Regions from separate parts of the Sus scrofa genome. Here regions 1, 3 and 4 are each linked to region 2. Evidence: chromatin contacts called from public Hi-C and HiChIP or PLAC-seq data. All regions are on one chromosome and are shown on one strand. Each heading gives the region's core, a stretch centred on a gene start, on an enhancer-like site or on the middle of the called end of the contact. The rest is flanking DNA. Distances are from core to core; before and after follow the strand shown.

Region 1 (2,700 bases), core at 126-2,625, 300 kb before region 2:
ATCAAGTGTCCAAGAGGATGTGGAGCAAACAGAACTCTCATACACTGATAGCAGGAATGCAAAATATTATAACTGTGGGAAAGAATTTGGTATTTTTTAAGGTTAAATGCACACATACCATATGATGCATTGCTCTCCTAAAAATTTACACAGGGGAAATGAAAGCACATGTGCATACAAAGAAAGGTAGGTGAATGTTCACAGCAAATTAGTCTGCAACTGTCAAAAACTGGAAACAACCCAAAGGACCATCAAAAAGTAAATGGATAAACTAATCTGTATTCATAACAACAGAATACTAAGAAATAAAAAGAGCGAACTATTGATACATACCAGAACATGCATAAATCTCAAAACAGTAATGCTGAGTGAAAGAAAACAGAGGATTCCCCCCCCCCAAAAAAGAGCATACAAAATGCAAACTAAATCTACCGCGACAGAAAGCAGATCACTGGTTGAGGGCGCGGGGGAGATCACAAAACGCAGGAGGAAACCATAAAAGGTGCTGAATGTGTTTACTACCTTGATTGTGATTCACAGGGTGTGTGTGTACCTGCGCGCGTGGAAGTCAAAATTTATCAGGCTTTAAATTTAAAGTCTGTTGTGTCAAAGTCAAAGATGAAAAAGCCCTCAACGTGAGTCATGTTAAAAAAAAATCAAAACAAAACAAAAACAAACCTCCAGTCTCAGTGTAGATCAATTTCACCGCTTAAAAACTGCCCCTCCTCCTCCTCTTTAGCAACCTCCTTCATCTCAAAACTGACACTTGTCCCCTCCCCTTCCGAGAACCTTTCACAAACTCCTAAGCTGAAAAGTATTGCCCACTGAGTTCTTTAGTCCTCAGCTCCTGCCACACAAACCCCCTATCTACCTTCCCGATGGCAACACTCAGCCTTACTGGATATTGACAAGTGCCCCCACTTGCTCCGGTCCAGGTTCCCAAACACTCATCCACGAAGCTTCATCGGACCGAGCACATCTCGGTCCTGAAACACCACCACCAGACACTGAACTATCGCAAGCTGCGCCCCCTCAGCCCACCCATGGACCCGCGGGTGCTCAGGCACTCGAACGCCACCCCCCCGTCCCGCTTACCTGCTACCGGCTGGCCTCGCCGTGGACAGTTCAGCCACCGCGGCGGGATCTTGTTGTGAGCCATGTCTTGGGGCCGCGCACAGCCGCCCCCTCCACCAACGCTCGCCGCGCCTCCGCCGCCGCCTCCTCGCGGTTCGCTCTGCACCCGAGGTCCGAGGCACCCGAATCCCGGCCAGCGTCCGAACCCGAGCAGCCCCGACCCGGGCTACTGTCAGCGACCGCGCGCCACTTTCATTCCGCTCAACTCTAGACTAACCCACAATGCACCGCTACTTCCGCCCCCAAAGGCCCCACCCACTTCTTTCCGAGGTCAGAGGTGAAGAGAGACAGCTCGGGGGAGGGGTGGGAAGGAGTTAACGCCCAGAACTAAAGGGGCGGTCTTCCTTCGACCCGCCCCGCGCGGGTCCCATCCCAGCCCCTTTCTTAGGGTGGTTCCACGCATGCGCTGCTGCCACAGTTTGGAGTCCCGCAGGGCGACTCTTATTTTCCTTTCTAGGCAGCAAATGGAGACTCCAGAAATCGTGAAACCAAGCCTCTTTCCACACGTAGACTGGTCCGCAGATTTCATAAATGCATCCGTTTTACTAAGAAAGGGGCCTTTCCTCTGTTGTCATAGCTCAAGGGCCTGATCGCCATTCCTCGGTCAAATTTGGCGTCCCGACAGAATCTGAGTTTGAATGGGAATTTGGAAAGTTCTTTCTGCCGTGGATTAGGGAAACCAGCTTTAGAGAAATTCTAAGGGCGAGAGACTGGAGCATCGGAAATGAGTTTCTTTTTTTCAGAGTACTTCTAGGGATCCATGAAACATCTGAAATTAATCCCAAAACATTTTTTATGAGTTTTGTCTGTACATTTCTAGAGAAAATTTTATATCATATTTGGGAGTCTCAGAGGGTCCATGTCTCAAAATTACTAATGTGTATAATTGGCAAAGGCAGGAATCGGAGAGCAGAGTACCACTACATGGCGGTGTTCTCTGCTTTACCAAACTGTCTCTCCCTTCGAGTTAAACACGGGTGACTGGAGGCGCTTTATAAACTATGTCCATTAGCAAGTTACCAGACTAATTTAGTTAAAGTATTACATATGAAGCTGGATGCTGGCAAGTTATAACTCAGCAGTTTGGTTTTAAGTACCTGTGCTATATCTGACCTGCAAGAGCTTGAGGTTTGGGAGAAGGCATCATAAAGCGTCGATGGGAAACTGGCCCAACAGTTCAGCCCTTGAATGCCTGGACGATCTCAGTAAGATCAGAATCCTCCCAGTAAATAGAGAGGGCCCAATGGCTGTCTCTCTGAGAGAGCCTGAGTTAGGTCATCCTGGCGATCTGTGCTGTGGTTACATCTGCTGAGATCTTTGGGGAAAAAACATCATTCCTCTGCCGACAGGACCAGATAAGCCTGTTTCCTTACAGAGCAGCAATCTGCCCAGATGATGCCCTGTTCTATCTTCTGCTGGCAGGACAGAGTTGGTACCAAGCCCAGAGTGGTGCAATGTTTGATTCCCCAAATCTCCAAGGATGGAAAAGGTGAGCCTGGTCCTGGGAAAATACCTCACTTTCCCTTCCTGGGGATGACTCCCCTTGGAGACTGTCCTCCTCACACA
Region 2 (2,700 bases), core at 46-2,545:
AGTTGAATCATTCTAACACCTAACCTTAAAATTAAACTTTTCTTTCCCTCTTTCTCTTTGATCCACCTCTGCCTCTTTTTTCTGGTGTTCTTAAGAGATGGGCTGGGGGCAGGGGTCATGAATTCACAGAAAGTGAATCTATAAATAGCCTTCGCCAGATTTTTAAATGTGTCTATGCCCCGCCCCCAAAAATGTTATGACCTATTCTACAACACTTGGTTACCTAAGAACGTTTCTTAGTCTGACAGCACTCAGGTTAACAAAGCTCTATTCAGCCAGTATTCTCCGGCTTTTCTGGAGGCTTTGCATGTTTTTAAGATATTTTTAAAAAATCAAGGACTCAAAATACTCTTTCCAGGGGCACGCTAATCTTGCTGATTCTTACTAAGCTGCTTCTTTGGAAGGGGAAAAAAGTGAGCAGCAAGAGTTGGTCAAACCATCTCTAATGTTCTAGGATTATCACTTACAACTGAAGTGTAGAGTTTCTCCTCCTAACACATTTATCAAGGTACGGAAAGAATAAATACCATTTTATAGAATCCAAAGATTTGTTCCAAGCCTGTCTTAATCTGAGAGAGCTGGTTACTTTTCGTGCATCTTTATAATACACTAGTAAAGAAGTGGAGGCTGGAATTGTTTGGCTGCTTCCGTGAGTGACACAGGGGCATTAAATACAGGAAAGGAAGTTTTTATGTCTGAATATGGACATATATCATACTCGTCAGGATGGCAAAAATCATGGTTAGCTCTACTAGTTTTCTTAGCTTTTTGGTTAACTGGTTTGGTCCAGAACACTTCCTTCATTCTATTCACCCCAAATCCTGCAAACAGAACATTTAAACTAAATCCTCAAAGGAGAGTGAATCAAACAGCTAATAAAAGTCCGGTGGCGGCGACGAAGAAGGGCTAAAGGCGGTGTCCCGGGCGCAGGTAGGGCAAGAGGCTGTTAACTATTACCCCAGACATCACCTTTACACCTGTTCTCAGCGCCGAACGGATAACCCAGCTCTACGCAACGAAATGGAGGGAAGGGCAGTCGGGGTGCGGCGGGCAGTCCGCAGGTTTCGCAGCCGATGCCCGCCCGATCGCCTGGCTCCGCGGCCTGCACCACCCCGGCAGGCGGCGGCCTCGCGTAGAGCGCGAAACCCGGAGCTGAGCCGCGAGCGGCGGCTGACCGGACGAGACCGCGGCGCGGGGCCCGGGATCCCGGTCACTCCTCCCTCCCGCCCCGTGCGGCGCCGCAACCCGCCCGCAGCTCCGCTCACCTGGGCTCTTCAGGTTGTAGCGAGTCTCCATGGCAGGTCGCTGGCCCGGCTCCGGTCTCCCAGCCTGCCGCCCGCCGCTGCCTCTGCGCGCCGCCGCCGCCGGGGTGTCAGCGCGGCTCCAGCAGACCCGGCCTGGCCGAGGAGCCTCCGCGGATGCCGCCCAGCCCTGGCGGGGACTGCGGCCGGGGTAGGAGGGCGCGGGCGGGGCGCGGGCTCCGCCTCCTCCGCTGCTCCCCCGCCTCCCTGAGGGTCGGGCGGGCGCCAGCGCCGGCCCGGGTGTCGCTGAAGCCGGGCGCGGGCTGGAGGTCAGCCTACTCGCCTGGCCGCGGGCCCACCCCCGCCGCGGCCGCCCGTCCTGCGTCACCCGCCCTCGCCTGGGTTTTGTGAAGTTACCCTGACGTGGCAGTCGCTTCGTGGCAGTCGGTCGCGCGGCCGCTGGTCACTCCGCCGGCCCTGCGAAGCCGGCTCCGGGATCTGCGAGAGCGGGCGGCGCCCAGGTCTTCCTCTCGCCCGGGCCCTCCGGAGGTCGACCTTCCGCCCGGCCCATCCAGGGTCCCCAGGAAGTCGCGGGGCTCAGGCACGGCCGGAAGCGTCCTGGTCCTCCTGGTGGCGGGAGGTGTGGGCCCGGGCCCTGGAGACCCCGTTCAGAGCCGCCCGCGGCTCCCAGGTCCTCTTGCACCCCGCCGAGTGCGTTTTAGATCAGTAGCTGTTTGGAGTGGAAACAGTTAAAGTAGGGAAGGGAAAATCCAGTGATAAGGGATTGAGGAGGGTTTTTAACAATTTTTTTCCCCCAGACAAATGTGCTTAGAAGCAAGGCACTTAAATATTTGGGTTTTTTTTTTTTTTTTTTTTTTTTTAAGAATTGAATTTGGGGGAACCATGTAAATAAGAAAAGTTTAACTTCAGAGGAAAAACACTTCGGGCTTCACTGTAGAGTGGAATGGAGAAAAAGAGGACAGGACTGTGGGTCCTGAAGGCTTAGAGGAGCAAAGAGGTAGAAAAAGAGAGGGGAGTTCGTTGTGGCTCAGCGGGTTAAGAACCCGACTAGTATCCGTGAGGGTGCGGGTTCAATCCCTGGCCTTGCTCAATGGGTTAAGGACCCGGAATATCGGCTGGCTGTGGCCTAAGCCCACAGCTGCAAGTCGGACTGGACCCCCTAGCCTGGGAATTTCCATATACCAGGAATGCAGACCCTAAAAAAAAAAAGAGGGAGAATTGGGATAGTGCTGAGGATAAAAGGGAAGGAAAGAATTTCAGGTGGGGTTGAAGAGGGTTAATCAGGTTGGTTAAGCTTTGCTATGTAAAAATAGAAAACTTTTTTTGAAAAGCTGCAGAATATGCTACCCCAAAATATGCCTCTTTGGCATAAGGATTATTTTAAGCTGATTATTTCTGAGAAAGAGCAGGCTCTGGAGACTCTGAAAATAGAGTCAAA
Region 3 (2,700 bases), core at 191-2,690, 270 kb after region 2:
CGCTTGCAGGGTGGGAAACTCTCCCTGCCTACTCTGGGCCCATCTGGCAGCTGCCAGGCCCTCCTCTGTCTCTCCTTTCCACTGGGTCCTTCAGATCTTCTCCGTCTTTCCTTCTGGCCTCTTGTCTTCCACTCTCCATGATTTCAGGCCACATGCACGTGTGCCACCTCTCTTCCAGCACCCCGTGCAGCTGTATTTACAAGTCCCCTGCACCTGTGGCCTTGTCACTTCCATGTGGACAGCCCTGCTTCTCTGCCACCGCGCCTTCTTCGTGTAGAGCAGTGGTTTTCAAGGGGTGGATCCACTGTGTTACTTAGAACCTTGTTAGAAATGCAGATTTGGGGGCCTTACCCCAGACCCACTGGATCAGAAACTCTGGGGTGGGGCCCAGCAGTCTGTTTGAACAAGCCTCCCAGGTAATTTCAATGGGGATGGAAGTTGGAACACCGCTGGCATAGCTTGCCACCTCTCTTTCCAATGAGGGAGTAAACTGAGGCTATGCTAGCCCATATGGCTCCTCAGTGCAAATGAGAAGAAGATGCCTCCTGGGCAGACCAGCCCAGGACTTGCATAGAGCCCAGGTTGGACTTTAGCTCCTTCTGCCCTGCTCATGTCTTTGGGTAGGTGCCTTTGTGCAGTGAACATCTTGCACAACTGTACATGGCAGCCCTGGAAGGAACCATACCATACCTTTTAGCTCTCCCAGGAGGAAGAAGACTAGGATATAGAGATAACGTTTGGCAACTTTTATGTCCGTTTGAAAATCTTATCAGTTTCCAGGGTTAAGACCTCATAACTCTGATTAAGTTCCTGTGTGTGAATTGTACAAATTAATTTGTAAAAGTTCTCACAAGGACCAGACACGTGATGTTTTCTCATTTCAGAGGGTTCTCACTCTCCTCTATGAATTATGAGGGTCCAAGCTCAAAGAATAAATGGGGTTGGGGATTTTTTTGGAAATGCAGAAGACTAAAAATCGTAAACGCTGAGGTGTTTTGTGTGTGGTAGGTTCCTGAAGTTCTTAAACATAGAATTAGACCCAAGGCTATGTCTAGTTGGCACTTAATAAATAAAGTAAAAGCCAGATAATCAACTTACTTGGGAAAGCACACGTGTTCAGTTAAGACCACCAAGCAGTGCTCCCTGTGTCTGAAATTTGTCACTGGCAAATATTCCCAGGGGGTCCTTTAGTGGATAGAGTCTTGGAAGTTTTATGCTATTATTGAAGAAGGCTGAGGGGTCAAGTAGAAGAGGTTTCTGGGCTTTTTTTTCTCTGTAGGGAAGTGTCTCAGCAGGAGACACCCATAGCAGTGAACAGGCTGCACCCAGAAAAGAAGAGGCCAAAGAAGATTGCCTGTCCGCCTCCCCGGAACCCAGAGCCAAGGACTGCAGGCAGAGAAAGTCCAGGCCCAAGGTCAGGAGGCACGTGAGAGCAGCCAAGAGGGCGGAGAGGCGGGTTGGCCAAGAGCCCCGTGATAGTGTCATGCCCAGCAGCTAAAGAGCCACTTCCCTTGGCTGGCTTGCTGGTTTGGAGCCGGAGCAGAGTTGGGCGTGGCCAGCTGCAGGCACGAGGTTAGCGTGCTGATACACCTCTTTTGATGCCTGGTACCTGGAGTAGAAAGCCGTGAGCTTATTAGTAAGGCGGGGTTCTTCACTGCAAAGCGGGCGAGGGGGGACCCGCTGGCTGGGCTTCAGCCTTGCTGATGTCACAGTGCTCAGGGTGGCAGTCTCCTTGTCTCCCACAGGTGTCGGCATTTTCTGACCCCACCCCACCAGCAGACCAGCAGCCCGGACAGCAGAAGAACACACACACTCACAGTCACCCTAAAAAGAGGCCCAGGCGTCGCTGTTCGCCCCCACCTCCTCCGCATGAGTTCAGAGCATACCAGCTCTACACGCTGTACCGGGGCAAGGACGGCAAAGTGATGCAGGTACCTGCCCGGCCCTGTCAGGGCAGGACTGTGGGCGTAAGTGAGGTGTCTGTGCGACATGGCCCCTGTGGGCTAACCTCCACTTTGACTACAGAAGGCATGTGCTTTACAGATGAACCAGCTGGCCCTCCCCACCTAAACAGTGCAGGTACCCTCCTGCCATTTAGGCCAGGCCAGCAGAGATGTTGTTACAAAGCTTTCTGCACCACCTGTGGTGACTAGATGATCTTGAGGCCCAAGAGTAGATAAAAGCAGCTTGAGGACTGGATGTTAGCGTCTCTGAATCCTCTTAGCACCCACCGGACCAAAGTTTGGCCTCTAGGATGGTCCAGAATCTTGGACGACTGGGATGGGTCTCCTCCACACGTGTGTCCCCCGGGTCTGCTGACCAGCACACGGTGGGTACTGAACACATATTTGCAGAAGGAATGAACTTGGTGGACTGATTGCTTTTTGGCTTCCCGCTTAGGCGCCGATAAATGGTTGTCGATGTGAACCCCTAATCAACAAGCTGGAGAATCAGCTGGAGGCAACTGTGGAGGAGATCAAAGCAGAGCTGGTGTCAGTTCAGGATAAAATGAACACCAAGCTGGGGCATATGGAGAGTAAGACCCAGCACCAGGTAAGAGGTCACTGTCCTCACCGTGGGCTGTCTTGGCAGAAAATGAAATCAGAAACCTCAGCACACACTCCTGTTCTGCACACGCTACCTGAGCATGTCGGGCGGGCTGTCAGGGAGGAGAGGAGGCCTGTGATGTGATTTCTTTAA
Region 4 (2,700 bases), core at 5-2,504, 290 kb after region 2:
TAGAGGCTGACGGCAAGCGCCAAACTTCAGTTCACAGGTGTGCCGTTCCTTCATACACCCCTGATGTACTTCCCAAATCATCATGCTCTAATTTTTATCTTTTCCTGTGTGTGTGCAGTTAGTTTACCAGAAAAGTCGGGTGATGATACTGTGGAGTGTAGATTCAGCAAAGTTTGTAAAAGTTAAAATTTCTTTTAAGAAAGTGAAAAATAAGTAGTATTAAGAACAATAATCAAGATACACCATCTCAGTGATAAAGTCCAAGATATCTACTAGACTTTTTTAAAAAACTCACTAATCAATACAAAAGGGCCAGGGCCCTCCCTCACTATCATCTTGGTCTCACCTCTTCGGTGGCATTTTTGTTTCTTTTGAATTCTTCCCTTGCCCAGTCCTTCAGGTATCTGCGATCAGAATCATTTGGAACTTGCCGAATTGCTTGCAAAATCCTTCTGTAGAGGAGGAGAACTTGCTGCCTTCTCATGAACTGGTCAGGAGAGTAGAAATGGCAATTAGAGCTGCACCGTCCACAGCCGAGGGCTTTACTTTAGCAAACCAAACTTACTGGATGACTTCGCTTTGGTCCTCAGTTTTAAAAGGGGCAAAGAAAAACAACCCCCCCCCTTTAAGAAAACAGCAGCAGTAAGTTTATCTGGTCTGTTTGCTTGCTCCTTTGTCAAACATAAGAACCCTTAACCTCGAAAGCTGCCCACTGGGCAGAAAAGGGCTACCAGTCTCCTAGAAACTGTAACCACTGCAAGAATAATTTTCCTAAATTAAGGAAGTAGTTAAAAATCCCTTGGTAACCGCATCTGCTCCTTCCCAAAGCTCAGAACAGGCAGAATAGTCTTTACCGTGGCCGCTGGGCAGCTGAGGTGTCGGGGCACAGAAACACAAAGCCTGACCTGCCTCCCAAATCAGGGACTGAAGGGTCGCCCCGCCCCCCTGCGCTTCCTGTTGGCTGCGCGGCTCGAAGCCCCGCCCCCATGCCCGTGCCAATCAGAGTGCGGCGCGCTAGGGTCACCCGCCTGGTCGTCCAGAGGCCCACTCTGTAGACTGGGTTCTGGGAGCGTGGAGAATCGAGCTTAGCTCGGCTCACCGGAAAGCTGCCCTAAGAGGCCGGCGAGAACAGCTGGTACCTGTTTTAGCGTTAGCGTCGCTGGGGGTAAGCGAGAAGTGGCCATGTCCTCCAGTCAGCTTGGTTCTCCAGGGCCCCAGCGCGCAGGAGCGGACGTGAGGCAGTGAGGGGGCGGGGCGAGCTCGGTTTCCTGGGAGACGGCCTGCAGCTTGTGCCTAGGCCTGGAGAGCCCCGCGGTCTCTCTGAAGGCCAAGGGTTTGTAGTCAAGTAGTTATCAGCCAAGTTTTCTCATCCGTGAAACAACAGTTTTTTCAGATTGTTATGAGAATGAAATAGTAGCAAGGTATTTAGCACAGATCCTGGCATGTGGTTAAGAAGTTTAAGTTAAGGTTTTGGGAAGTGAGGGGAGAAACGACTGTATTCCTTTTAAGATTTAGTATATATAATTTAGAATACTAAGCCGTGAACTCTGATGTGGGTTGCAGACCCTGCTTGGATCCCGCGTTACTGTGGCTGTGGCATAGGCTGGCAGTTGTAGTTCCGATTTGACCCCTAGTCTGGGAACTTCCATATGCTGCAGGTGTAGCCCTAAAAAGCAAAAAAAAAAAAAAATATATATATATATATATATATATATACAGTAAAATATAAAATACCAATTTCTCTTAAATTTAGCGTCTTGCTCTTTCTTTTTTCTAGTTTTCATCCTGTTCTTTTTCGAGCCTTTTTCTGGGCACTGTAGTCGTAGTAATAGTAATTAGTTAACAAGTCTTTACATGCTTGCCCCAGGAGTTCCGGTCGTGGTGCAGTGATTAACGAATCGGACTAGGAACCATGAGGTTGCGGGTTCGGTCCCTGCCCTTGCTCAGTGGGTTAATGATCCAGCATTGCCGTGAGCTGTGGTGTAGGCCGCAGACGCGGCTCGGATCCCGCGTTGCTGTGGCCCTGGCTCAGGCCGGTGGCTACAGTTCCGATTAGACCCCTAGTCTGGGAACCTCCATATGCCACAGGAAGTGGCCCTAGAAAAGGCAAAAAGACCAAAAAAACAATGCTTGCCCCATTGCAGTTTTATGAATTTTTGTATCCCAAATAACAAGGAACTGAATATCCCTATACCTTAAGATTTTATTTCCCTGTACTTGTTTTAGCCTCCCCTCAGCACACTCTATAGACTCTTAGGTTATATTAACTGCAAGTGGGGTTAGTGAATCCTTCCTACTTTTAAAAATAGAATTATGGAATTCCCATTTTGGTTCAGCGGTAACCATACTAGTATCCATGCGGCTGCAATTCAATCCCTGGCCTTGCTCAGTGGGTTAAGGATCTGGCCTTGCCGTGAGGTGTAAGCCGAAGACATGGTTCGGATCTGGGGTTGCTGTGGCTGTGGTGCAGGCCGGCAGCTGCAGCTCCAATTCAACTCCTAGCCTGAGAACCTCTGTATGTCAGGGATGCAGCCCTAAAAACTCCAAAAATATAAAAATAAAATGGAATTGTTCCTACTTAAAATACAGGGAGTTCCCTCTGTGGCACAATGAGTGGATTAGGAATGCTACTGCTCTGGTTGCTGTGGTGCCATGGGTTTGATCCTCAGCCCAGCACAAGTGGGTTAAGGATCTGGCATT

What was found. A called contact is a pair of places that touch in the nucleus more often than the background predicts. HiChIP or PLAC-seq counts read pairs in DNA pulled down with a chosen protein or histone mark.
Region 1: a contact with region 2 is called in a Hi-C map of skeletal muscle, with 6 times the contacts expected there. The contact joins the promoter of RNGTT here to the promoter of UBE2J1 in region 2. A contact is called at or near these places in 2 of 5 promoter capture datasets (fetal liver and liver), 17 of 47 Hi-C or Micro-C datasets (alveolar macrophages, blood, brain and 10 more) and 2 of 2 datasets of contacts at active chromatin or transcription factors (alveolar macrophages and skeletal muscle).
Region 3: an H3K27ac HiChIP or PLAC-seq map of skeletal muscle shows a contact between it and region 2. The contact joins the enhancer-like site here to the promoter of UBE2J1 in region 2. A contact is called at or near these places in 2 of 5 promoter capture datasets (fetal liver and liver), 7 of 47 Hi-C or Micro-C datasets (embryonic fibroblasts, heart right ventricle, liver and 1 more) and 1 of 2 datasets of contacts at active chromatin or transcription factors (skeletal muscle).
Region 4: an H3K27ac HiChIP or PLAC-seq map of alveolar macrophages shows a contact between it and region 2. The contact joins the promoter of LYRM2 here to the promoter of UBE2J1 in region 2. A contact is called at or near these places in 1 of 5 promoter capture datasets (fetal liver), 3 of 47 Hi-C or Micro-C datasets (embryonic fibroblasts, mesenchymal stem cells and skeletal muscle) and 2 of 2 datasets of contacts at active chromatin or transcription factors (alveolar macrophages and skeletal muscle).

Annotation. Positions count from the first base shown.
Region 1 is chr1:57,060,610-57,063,309 of Sscrofa11.1, forward strand. RNGTT (mRNA-capping enzyme) reads right to left here and starts at 1,376. Exons shown (of 16, transcript XM_021089928.1): 1 at 1,096-1,376. The coding sequence starts at 1,159.
Region 2 is chr1:57,362,968-57,365,667 of Sscrofa11.1, forward strand. UBE2J1 (ubiquitin conjugating enzyme E2 J1) reads right to left here and starts at 1,296. Exons shown (of 8, transcript NM_001077219.1): 1 at 1,266-1,296. The coding sequence starts at 1,296.
Region 3 is chr1:57,632,266-57,634,965 of Sscrofa11.1, forward strand. ANKRD6 (ankyrin repeat domain-containing protein 6) reads left to right here. Exons shown (of 16, transcript XM_021089998.1): 11 at 1,280-1,414; 12 at 1,746-1,931; 13 at 2,401-2,553. Among named protein-coding and RNA genes, the nearest start is that of LYRM2, 21 kb to the right of the region's middle. Within about 2 kb of position 1,441, at least 5 of the 83 cell types and tissues checked have an H3K27ac peak or open chromatin away from gene starts, as enhancers often do. A contact at or near this core is called in skeletal muscle, where this site is marked.
Region 4 is chr1:57,653,641-57,656,340 of Sscrofa11.1, forward strand. It overlaps LYRM2 (LYR motif-containing protein 2), which reads right to left and starts at 1,255. Exons shown (of 3, transcript XM_003121299.4): 1 at 1,140-1,255; 2 at 347-487. The coding sequence starts at 1,184.